Linked DNA regions of Mus musculus: region 1 is linked to region 2. The links are chromatin contacts, called in public Hi-C maps. All regions are on one chromosome and are shown on one strand. Each heading gives the region's core, a stretch centred on a gene start, on an enhancer-like site or on the middle of the called end of the contact. The rest is flanking DNA. Distances are from core to core; before and after follow the strand shown.

Region 1 (4,293 bases), core at 1,167-3,666, 89 kb before region 2:
CCTCTCCCAGCTGTGAAAATGGTTTAACTTTTGTTGTCACCAAGGGCAAGGAAGAAACACTGGTGAAATGGAAGAGGTGAACATGCAGAGAGTTAGAATAACCCACCCAGGAGCCATAGACCAGCTACCCCAAGTGTCAGCAGTGGAGTCTACTGTGTCCCTCCAGCTCACCACACCCTTTGATGCCTAGAGCCTCCATCTATGAAAACCCCAGCCCTCATCTTGTTGAACTAAGAGCATAAGCAGCCTCCAGCAGGGGTAGTGAGTCTGGGCCACTGCCTCTCTGGCTTTATGTTAGCTGTGCTCCAGCCTTTTCCCACCCCAAGGAGCAGCATAAAGAACTAAAGCAATCTGGGTGGCTAAGTTAGGAGGCATCCGGTGAAGCAGAGAAGAAAGCAGTGTCGTGCCTTTATTCTTCAGGCAGGACCTGAGGCCCTCACCACCCTCTGCCCTACCCTACAAGCCTTCATTCCAGTGAGGCAGGCAGACACTCTGTCCTGATAACGCTTGGACATTCCACTCATTGTTCACACTTGGGTTGTAGAGACCATCACATCCTTTTCTCACTGCAGCTTCTTGGGTTTGTGGAGGCTGCATGGGTCTCTCCTGGGGTGCCTGTTGCAGAAGTCCTCCTCCCTGTTGTGTCTTGTCGGCTTTCATTACTGCTGGGCTTCTCCAGAAACACCATGAGCTCCCCGGAGGAGAAATTCCCCCAACAGAACTGCATGATTGACCCAACCTGACATTCCAGAGCCAGTCTGAGCCTTGGGACTTGCCAGCCTAGGCTCTTTCTTCTGAGATTGCAGAGTCTCATCAGAGGCCAGAGGTACTGCCCAGGGGGCAGGATCCATGGGCAGTCATTCTCAGCAGTGTGTGGTGACCTAGGGCTTCCCTGTGGTCCTGGTAAAGTTCAAGGGGTTTTGTTTGCTTGTTTGCTTCCCTCATGATCTTCATTTCTTTAACACGGAATCCAAAATAACCTGAGTGAACCTTAAACTTGCTATGTGGCCGAGGCTGACTCTGTACTTCTCCATTCTCCTGCCTCCACCACCTGAATGGTGGGATTACAGGTGTGCACCTCCTGCATGGTAGGATAACAGGTGAGCACCTCCTGCATGGTGGGATTACAGGTGTACACCTCCTGCATGGTAGGATTACAGGTGTGCACCACCTGTGAAAGTTTGCTTTTTTTTTTTTTCAATATACTTTTACAAATAGTTGTAGCTGGATTAGGCTACTTTGTGGGTTCTTCTTTCTTCCATCTTTTCCTACCCCTTTTCTTCCACCCTTTCAACCCCCTAACACTAGATAGGAAAGAAAACAAGGATAGAAGTTAGAGGAAAAAGATCCTTGAATAAAGTCAGGTGTCAGAGGAGAGCAATGTTATTGTCAGTATTTCCTCCTGCTGATTAGGGTCATTGAGGTCCTTGGAGCAAGTTTGATTGTCACTGGCAGGATATCGGATTTCTTCTTTCTTATGACTACTTAATGAACCACGACCAATAACAATCCACCACACCTCTCTGGAATTTATATACCCTCTGAAAAGCCCCCAGAATTCCAAATATCATACAATCACAGAAACTATCACCACCTGGCAAAATCATGCCCCTGCTAGAGCAGGAGGCAAATCATAGTCAGCTGCTGTGGACAGTCTGAAGCAGCCCCACATCCCACACCTGAGATTAAAACAACAGTTTATTCTTATACTATTTCTGTGTTTTTAGAAGAACCCAAAATTCCAAAATTGTCACTACAGATGGCACTTAGGTTCCAGTCAGCCTCTGAGTTTGGAGACTGCAGTAGCCCAGTTTGTGCTCAGGGTTATGTCCGTCTCCATTTTTGTTTTCTTGTGGTGGTGGGAATGGGGCCCTGGGCCTGGCACATGCTAGGCAAGGGTCCTGCCCACTGACTTACATTTCCATCCCCTGTCACCAGTCTAATATAGCTGGAGGTGACTAGATAGGGGTCATTTGGGAACATAAGCTGGACAAATCAGATCAAAGCTGGCTGGAAGAGGACCGCCGTCTTAGGCGACCTCCACAGTCTAATGCAGAGGAAGAAGCCCCGCCATTAGGCCCCTGTCCCTGCATTCACTGGTCTCCTCTGAGTCTTCCCAAGGGATCCTCTGTTTTGAGGGTGCCCAGGACATATGAAAGACCTGTCATTTCCATGTTTACTGTTATGTCCCAAATAACAACATCTGCTTAGAGAGTGATGTCTGTGGCTTTTGTTGTAGTTGTTTTAAATCTCCATAAAGCTTCAAAGAAACCACAGGAATAAGATACTTCAAGTGAGACTCTCGAATTAATCCGTTCATTTGTAAGTGAAATGCCTAATTAAGGCAGGCTCGGGATCGCCTCAGCAACCCTGCTCTGGTGGATCCGGTGGCTCATGACTGGCCCTTGTGTTTTCTCAGATGTTGGCAGAAGAGTGTGTTAAGTGTCATGTGAGATAAACTGGCCCTGCTGCCTACCAGCCTCCTATTGGTAGCTCTGAGAGAAACCAGATAACAGGATGTGTTGAGTCTCTCAGTTATCATGGGAGAGAGGGGAAGGAGCAAGACACTTCTTGTCCTTGCCCTTTGGCCAGCAGTCACCCACAGTGCCATCAGGAAGAACCAAGAGCCTGCTGCTTCATGATGACGCTCTTGTTTACCTTCAAGGCTTTTCTTTCCACATAGGAGACTGCTTTCACTTCAGTCATTTGTCAGATAACTAGAGCACCTGAGGTGCTCACCATTGTGACCTGGCTCTCATCTTACTCAGTGTTCCATTGCTGTGAAGAGACACCGTGGTAACTCTTATAAAGGAAAGTATTTAATTAGGGCTTTAGTTCAGAGGTTTAGTCCACTATCAGCACAGCAGGGAACATGGAGGCACATGGGCAGACATGGTACTGGAGAAGGAGCTAAGAGTTGTACATCCAGATCCAAAGGCAGCAGGAGGTGGAAAGAGAGAGAGAGAGAGAGAGAGAGAGAGAGAGAGAGAGAGAGAGAAGTCAGATTAGCTCTGGCTTGGAGTTTTAAAACCCCAACTCAACCCCCTTCCCCCCACCCCCCAGTGACACACTTCCTCCAACAAGGAAGGGCACCTGTCCTAGTCCTTTTTTCATGCAAACCACCACTGCTATTAAGAATCAATGGCCACTTGCTCATCTGTGTTCTGCACTTTCCCCTTCTCCTTATTACTTATTATCTTACAGTAAGGGTCCAGAGATGGCTCAGCTGGTAAAGTGCCCTGCAAGCACAAGGATCTGAGATTGACCCCCCAGACCCCCTGTGAATAAGCCAGGCGGGTGGTGTGCACTTACATTCCTGGTGCTGGTGAGCTGGAGAAACGCCAGCCACTGTGGCCTGACTGGAGAATTCCAGGCCAATGAGAGACCCTGTCTCAAATAGCAAGGTGTCCAAGGAATGAACGACACCCAAAGTTTATCCCTGTCTTCTACACATACATATTTGTGTGTGTTGTGTGTGTGCATGTGTGTGTACCTGCATACACATGTATATCCCTACAAAAGAAACACACACAGAGACAGACAGAAACAAACACACATAGAGCTAGAGGGAGAGAGGGGGAATGCATATAAGGACACTATTTTCAAGGAAGAGCAAACACTTAGTACAGTCAACTAAGATCCTTCTGAATAAGAACATCAATGTTTGGTTTTTTGTTTGTTTGTTTGTTTTTTGGTTTGTTTTATATTTTCATTACAGGGTTTCTCTGTGTAGCCCTGGCTGTCCTGGAATTAACTCTGTAGACCAGGCTGGCCTCGAACTCAGAAATTCGCCTGCCTCTGCCTCCCAAGCGCTGGGATTAAAGGCATGCGCCACCAGTGCCCGACGAACATCAGTGGACATGAAATTCCACTCAACAGTTTGCACCTTTATTCAGGAAAGAATGTGTCTGAGTGTAGTAACCAGGGCAGACCTCAACAGTGTCTTTTCTCCTTTGTACACTGTTCTGCCCCAAGTTAGAGAACAGAAGCGTAAGTGAGCTCAGAAGCTGGCCTGCCGAGGGGTACAGGGGGAACTTAGATTAGAGGCAGGAAGCTAGCCCGAGGCAAACTGAAGGTACTGGGCAAACAAACTACTGTGAGTGTGTGTGCGTTCACCCCTTTTCTCCTTAACAGAAAAGTGGTGTGTCTCTCAAATGCTTTTTTAGATTACATACGTTTATTCTTTGGCAAATTCATATGTGGTATATAATGAATTCTGAATACACTCACTCCCTAGTGCTCTCTCACTGCCCTCCCTAAAGTACTTCATGGAAAAAAAATGTCATCACTCTA
Region 2 (4,690 bases), core at 1,470-3,969:
CCTCTCTGCTAAGATTAGATGGTCAAGGTGACTTCAAAATAGTCCTTGAATGTCTGAATGGGCAGGTTATAGAAACCAAAATCAGCAATTATTCATATCATAACAAGCAGATGGCCATAGTTGTACATTTCTGGGCAGAGGGTTAAGGAGTCAGGGTTCCCAAGAATTTATTTTCTAGGAGCTTGAGTGGGGGAAAAACAGCTATTAGGTACCAAGATGGATGCCTAGCATGAACATGGAGTTTCATTAGCTATCACAATGGTACCTAATTTTCAAAGAATACCTCTGCCCAAAAGGAGAAAGAGCAGTCCGAGACCACCACAAAGGAGTGAGTCACCACCTGCCTGTGACTCCCTGTATTGCCATCATTACATTGGTAAATTTGGTTTGTTTGTTTGTTTGAGGGTCATTCCCTTGGATACAGAACAGTGCAGTATGAGCCGTAGGGCCTCAGAGTGAGCTGACTGGAATGCAGTCAGCATAAACCTTGCTTGCCTTCGTAGAGCTCAGCAGCAGCCACGGCATTTTGCCTGTCCTCTGCTGTAGAGTCTCAGTTATTAACTTTTACCTTGATGGACTGAGATGTATTCATCCCTGAAAAGCCCTCTAGTTTTTGGAGATTTTCTTATGGGTGTCCAGAGCTGACTGAGTGACAAAAGCCAAATTTTACACTCTAACTTTTTTTTTTACGCTAATGAATAAAGAGATGTAAGATCTGAAGGTTTCTTCCAATCTTCAAGAAATGCCCCAGGAGACTCTTCTGGGGCTGGAGGAGCCTCAGTAGTTTAAGACAAATTAGTGGTGGCAAGCTGCACCCTGAATTCCAGTCATAAGATTCTGGTGACAAGTGTCCACAGCCTGGGAACCTGCATATGTATTGGGGTCCCATTTGGATGGAGAGACTGCCTCAAATCGAGTAGCTTTTTAAAAGCATTCATACCAGCAGCTGAGCCCCCCCCCCCAAAAAAAAACCTTTATCTCAATTCAGATCTATGCCCATGAATCCCTTTTCCTTTGGGAGTAACTGGTCAGAAGGAATTACTGACAAACATTCCAGGTAGGGAAACGGGTGCATGGGACAGATTCCAGAAGAGAGTGGGGGGCTTGGGCTTATCAGAAAAAGGGACTCTGTGTCTTCCAGTTATGCAGATCTGAAGTAGAGAAAGGAGTATAGAGATCAAGGAAAGGGTGATGCCCTTCTTTAAACCACTCCCCCCCACCCCCACCCCCACCCGCCTCTGGAAGGAAAAGCGTCTTATGTGACAGAAAAACAGATGCTGGGACTTGAATCCAGAATGGGGTATGGTGGGCCCTCAAGCTGGGAAGCCAAAGGTGCCTTAGAAGCTGGCAGGGCAGTAGGTGAAGAGAGCAGCCCTCCCTGCACCGGTGCACGAAGGCCACTGTCCAGGCCCAGGCTCCACTTAGAGCCAAGAGGAGTGAAGGGCTCCGTCCCGCACCCTCGCTAGAGCCCACAGAGAATCCAGCCTACCCAGGTCCCGGGGGACATTGTCACATGAAGAAGGCCAGGGCTGGGGACAGACCCCCCAACTGTAGGGCCCGGGTAAGAGAAGCACTGGGGTACAAATCAAAAAACAAGGAGCTAACATCGGCAGAGGGTGCCACCTGTTGGCAGAATACGGGAAAACAGCAGAATTTTAACCAGTTGGTCAGATCAGATCCGACAAAACAAAAACACCAACAGCAAAATCAAGAAATCAATTAAACAAACCCCAAACGTGCCTGTCACACGTTCAGTCAGTTCTCTGGGTCAGACTTGCCTTTCATGCATTCAATAATCCACACAGTTGGCCAGTCACTCATTCAAGCAAAACTGAAACCAGACCTCACATGAGAGACTGAACCAGGATTCAGAGTCCCCACTCTTTACGTTCCAATTTAGTGTAGAAGGGGGACTAGGAAAGAGTTTCCTGTCGAATATTGTCTTCCTAAAACAGGATGAGGGCCTTAAATATCCATCCATCTTACCCAGAAGAGACCCCCTTTTCGGGGCCTATCTCTCTTATCCAGAAGGCTTCCATGGGGGCACATGCTCACCACCCATAATTCAGTCTACAGAGTCACCTCCTACCAGTGACAGAAGGATTCCTTGCTGGGAACACAGCAGTAACTCCGGACCTCTCCGGACTCAATGAGAGGTGTGGGGTCCTGGAATGCTCAGCGAAGGAGCCTCCCCTGCAGCCCCTCCTGCACGAGGAAGGCCAGGAGCGAGGTTGAGTCTCATGGAGCAGAGGGTGGGAAATCTCGTGTGGCTTCCAATTTTATGATCCACATGAGATACTTACTGACAACCATACTGATTTAGACAATAATTTTAAGTCCTTTTATTAATAACCAGACCAAAGAGGGGCTTGAGCCCTTCAAAATGTCTCTTGGTGCCTGAGCTCAGGGATACAGAGCTTTTAAGGCAAAACCACACAGATACATTTATATGAGCGTCAGAGTAAACTTGAAACATTCACTCCTGGCAGAGCTTAATAGGTATTTTAGACATAACTCGCCAATTACTCTGTTCAGCACATCTGGACCGTAGTCAAGGCCATGGAGATCTCAAACGTGTTGCCAAGGGATACGTGGCCTTTGTGGGAAGGGCTGAGAACCGTCTAAGCACACACACAACGGAATCAGGTAGTGTTACCTTAGTCATTTCAATGGGAAGCTCACTCAGCTTGTGGTAGCCATTCTCAGGCCTGTGGCCCAGGTTTCATTTAACAAGTCTGAGGCGTGGTGGAGGCTGGGGAGTGGGTACTTCTTCACTTCATTTTTTCAGGCAGGGTTTTGCTGCTCAAAGCTGACCTTAAACTTACAATCCTCCTGCCTCAGCCTCCTGCGTGCTGGGATTACAGAGGTACATCACTATATCCAGCTTGAAAATGTGTGGTCTGATGGGTTTCTGGCAGTTCTGAGGCATCTGTTCCAGGTGCCATGGATTTCTGACACCTGCAAAGGACAAGGTTCACACCATTGTCCAGTGGCTCTCTCTCTCTCTCTCTCTCTCTCTCTCTCTCTCTCTCTCTCTCTCTTTCCTTTTTTTGTTTTTTGTTTTTGTTTTTTCTTTTGTTTGTTTTTTCGAGACAGGGTTTCTCTGTGTAGCCCTGGCTGTCCTGGAACTCACTTTGTAGATCAGGCTGGCCTCCAACTCAGAAATCCGCCTGGCTCTGCCTCCCAAGTGCTGGGATTAAAGGTGTGCGCCACCATGCCCGGCTAAAATTATTTTTGCTGTTTTGTTCTTTGTTTGAGGTTGGGATTTTTTTTTTGTTTGTTTGTTTTTGTCGTTGTTTTTGTTTCGTTTTTTCGAGACAGGGTTTCTCTGTATAGCCCTGGCTGTCCTGGAATTCACTTTGTAGACCAGGCTGGCCTGGAACTCAGAAATCTGCCTATCTCTGCCTCCTGAGTGCCAGGATTAAAGGCATGGGCCACCATGCCCAGCTCCAGTGGTTCTAAACCTTCCCAATGATGCAACTCTTTAATACAGCTCTGCATAATGTGATGATCTCGTACCATAAAGTTATTTTCTCTGCTACTCCATAACTATAATTTTGCTACTGTTACAAACTATAATGTAAATATTTTTTGGAGCTAGAGGGTTGCCAAAAGGATTGAGAGCTGTTGTTACACAGCTGAATCTTATGTCAGCTGTGCATGTATCTTCAGATTCTGTGCAAAGTATTAGCTGCATAAAAATCAGAATGTTGAGACTATTATTTGGTATATAGGTACAGTAGGTGTAAATAAAAGAGAGAAAATTAAACAAACATATTAAGTATTCATGTAGATAAAATGTAAACATAGCTAGGTATGGTGGTGCATGCTTTTAAGTCCAAACACTTGGGAGATAGAGGTGGGCAACTCTCTGTAAGTTCAAGGCCAGCCTGATCTACGTATAGAGCTATGGGCCAGCTAGAGATACATAGTGAAACCGTCTCAAAAACAAAGAAAACAAAACTAAAAAAAAAAAAAAAGTGAATATAGGAATTTTCAGCTATACAAATTAGTAATATTAGTTAAATATGCAAATAAAGTGAGGGTAAAAATAATTGGGCTGTAGCTCCGAGGGGTAGAGTACCTGAGGCCTGGCTTCCTCTCCAAAACATACCATAAAAAGCAAGGAAGCCCGGCGTGGTGGCGCACGCCTTTAATCCCAGCACTCAGGAGGCAGAGGCAGGCGGATTTCTGAGTTCGAGGCCAGCCTGGTCTACAGAGTGAGTTCCAGGACAGCCAGGGCTACACAGAGAAACCCTGTCTCAAAACAAAACAAAACAAAACAAAACAAAAAAAACCCCAAACAAACAAACAAACAAACAAAGTAAGGAAGCCTCAATTAACAAAAACAGGAGTTCACCATCTACCTTCCCTCAAGGAGCCCGCCGACAGGCGGATGGGGGATGAGCAAAATACGGCCTGATTGGGAGTGAGGGCCTAGAGGGAAGAGAGCCTTCCTCGGGAGTCTTAGGCATGGCTCTTTAGTCAAAGGCCTTCCCCACAGCGATCCATAATGAAGCAGTTCTCTGAGATGATCCTTCCTTGTTCTTATTGCTTTATTTTTATGGTGGATGTGAATACTTTATACAGGGTGAACCAGGGATTAAATGCCCTTGGTGGAGGGATACCCAGGAAGGGAAGCTCATTAGCTGAAGGCTTAAGTCTGTCTAGATGCCTCATTAGTGTGGAG

Evidence for each region. A called contact is a pair of places that touch in the nucleus more often than the background predicts.
Region 1: a Hi-C map of differentiating embryonic stem cells shows a contact between it and region 2, with 2.1 times the contacts expected there. The contact joins the enhancer-like site here to the promoter of D14Ertd670e in region 2. A contact is called at or near these places in 2 of 15 datasets of contacts at CTCF or cohesin (CD8 T cells and large pre-B cells), 25 of 484 Hi-C or Micro-C datasets (CD4 T cells, CD8 T cells, Th17 cells and 10 more), 6 of 115 datasets of contacts at active chromatin or transcription factors (bone marrow-derived macrophages, embryonic stem cells, extraembryonic endoderm stem cells and 1 more) and 1 of 9 other capture datasets (embryonic stem cells).

What each region holds. Positions count from the first base shown.
Region 1 is chr14:19,926,239-19,930,531 of GRCm38.p6, reverse strand. All of the region lies in intron 2 of Gng2 (guanine nucleotide binding protein (G protein), gamma 2), which reads left to right. Among named protein-coding and RNA genes, the nearest start is that of Gng2, 49 kb to the left of the region's middle. Within about 2 kb of position 2,416, at least 31 of the 459 cell types and tissues checked have an H3K27ac peak or open chromatin away from gene starts, as enhancers often do. A contact at or near this core is called in differentiating embryonic stem cells, where this site is marked.
Region 2 is chr14:19,836,954-19,841,643 of GRCm38.p6, reverse strand. It overlaps D14Ertd670e (DNA segment, Chr 14, ERATO Doi 670, expressed), which reads right to left and starts at 2,719. Exons shown (of 3, transcript NR_105025.1): 1 at 2,657-2,719.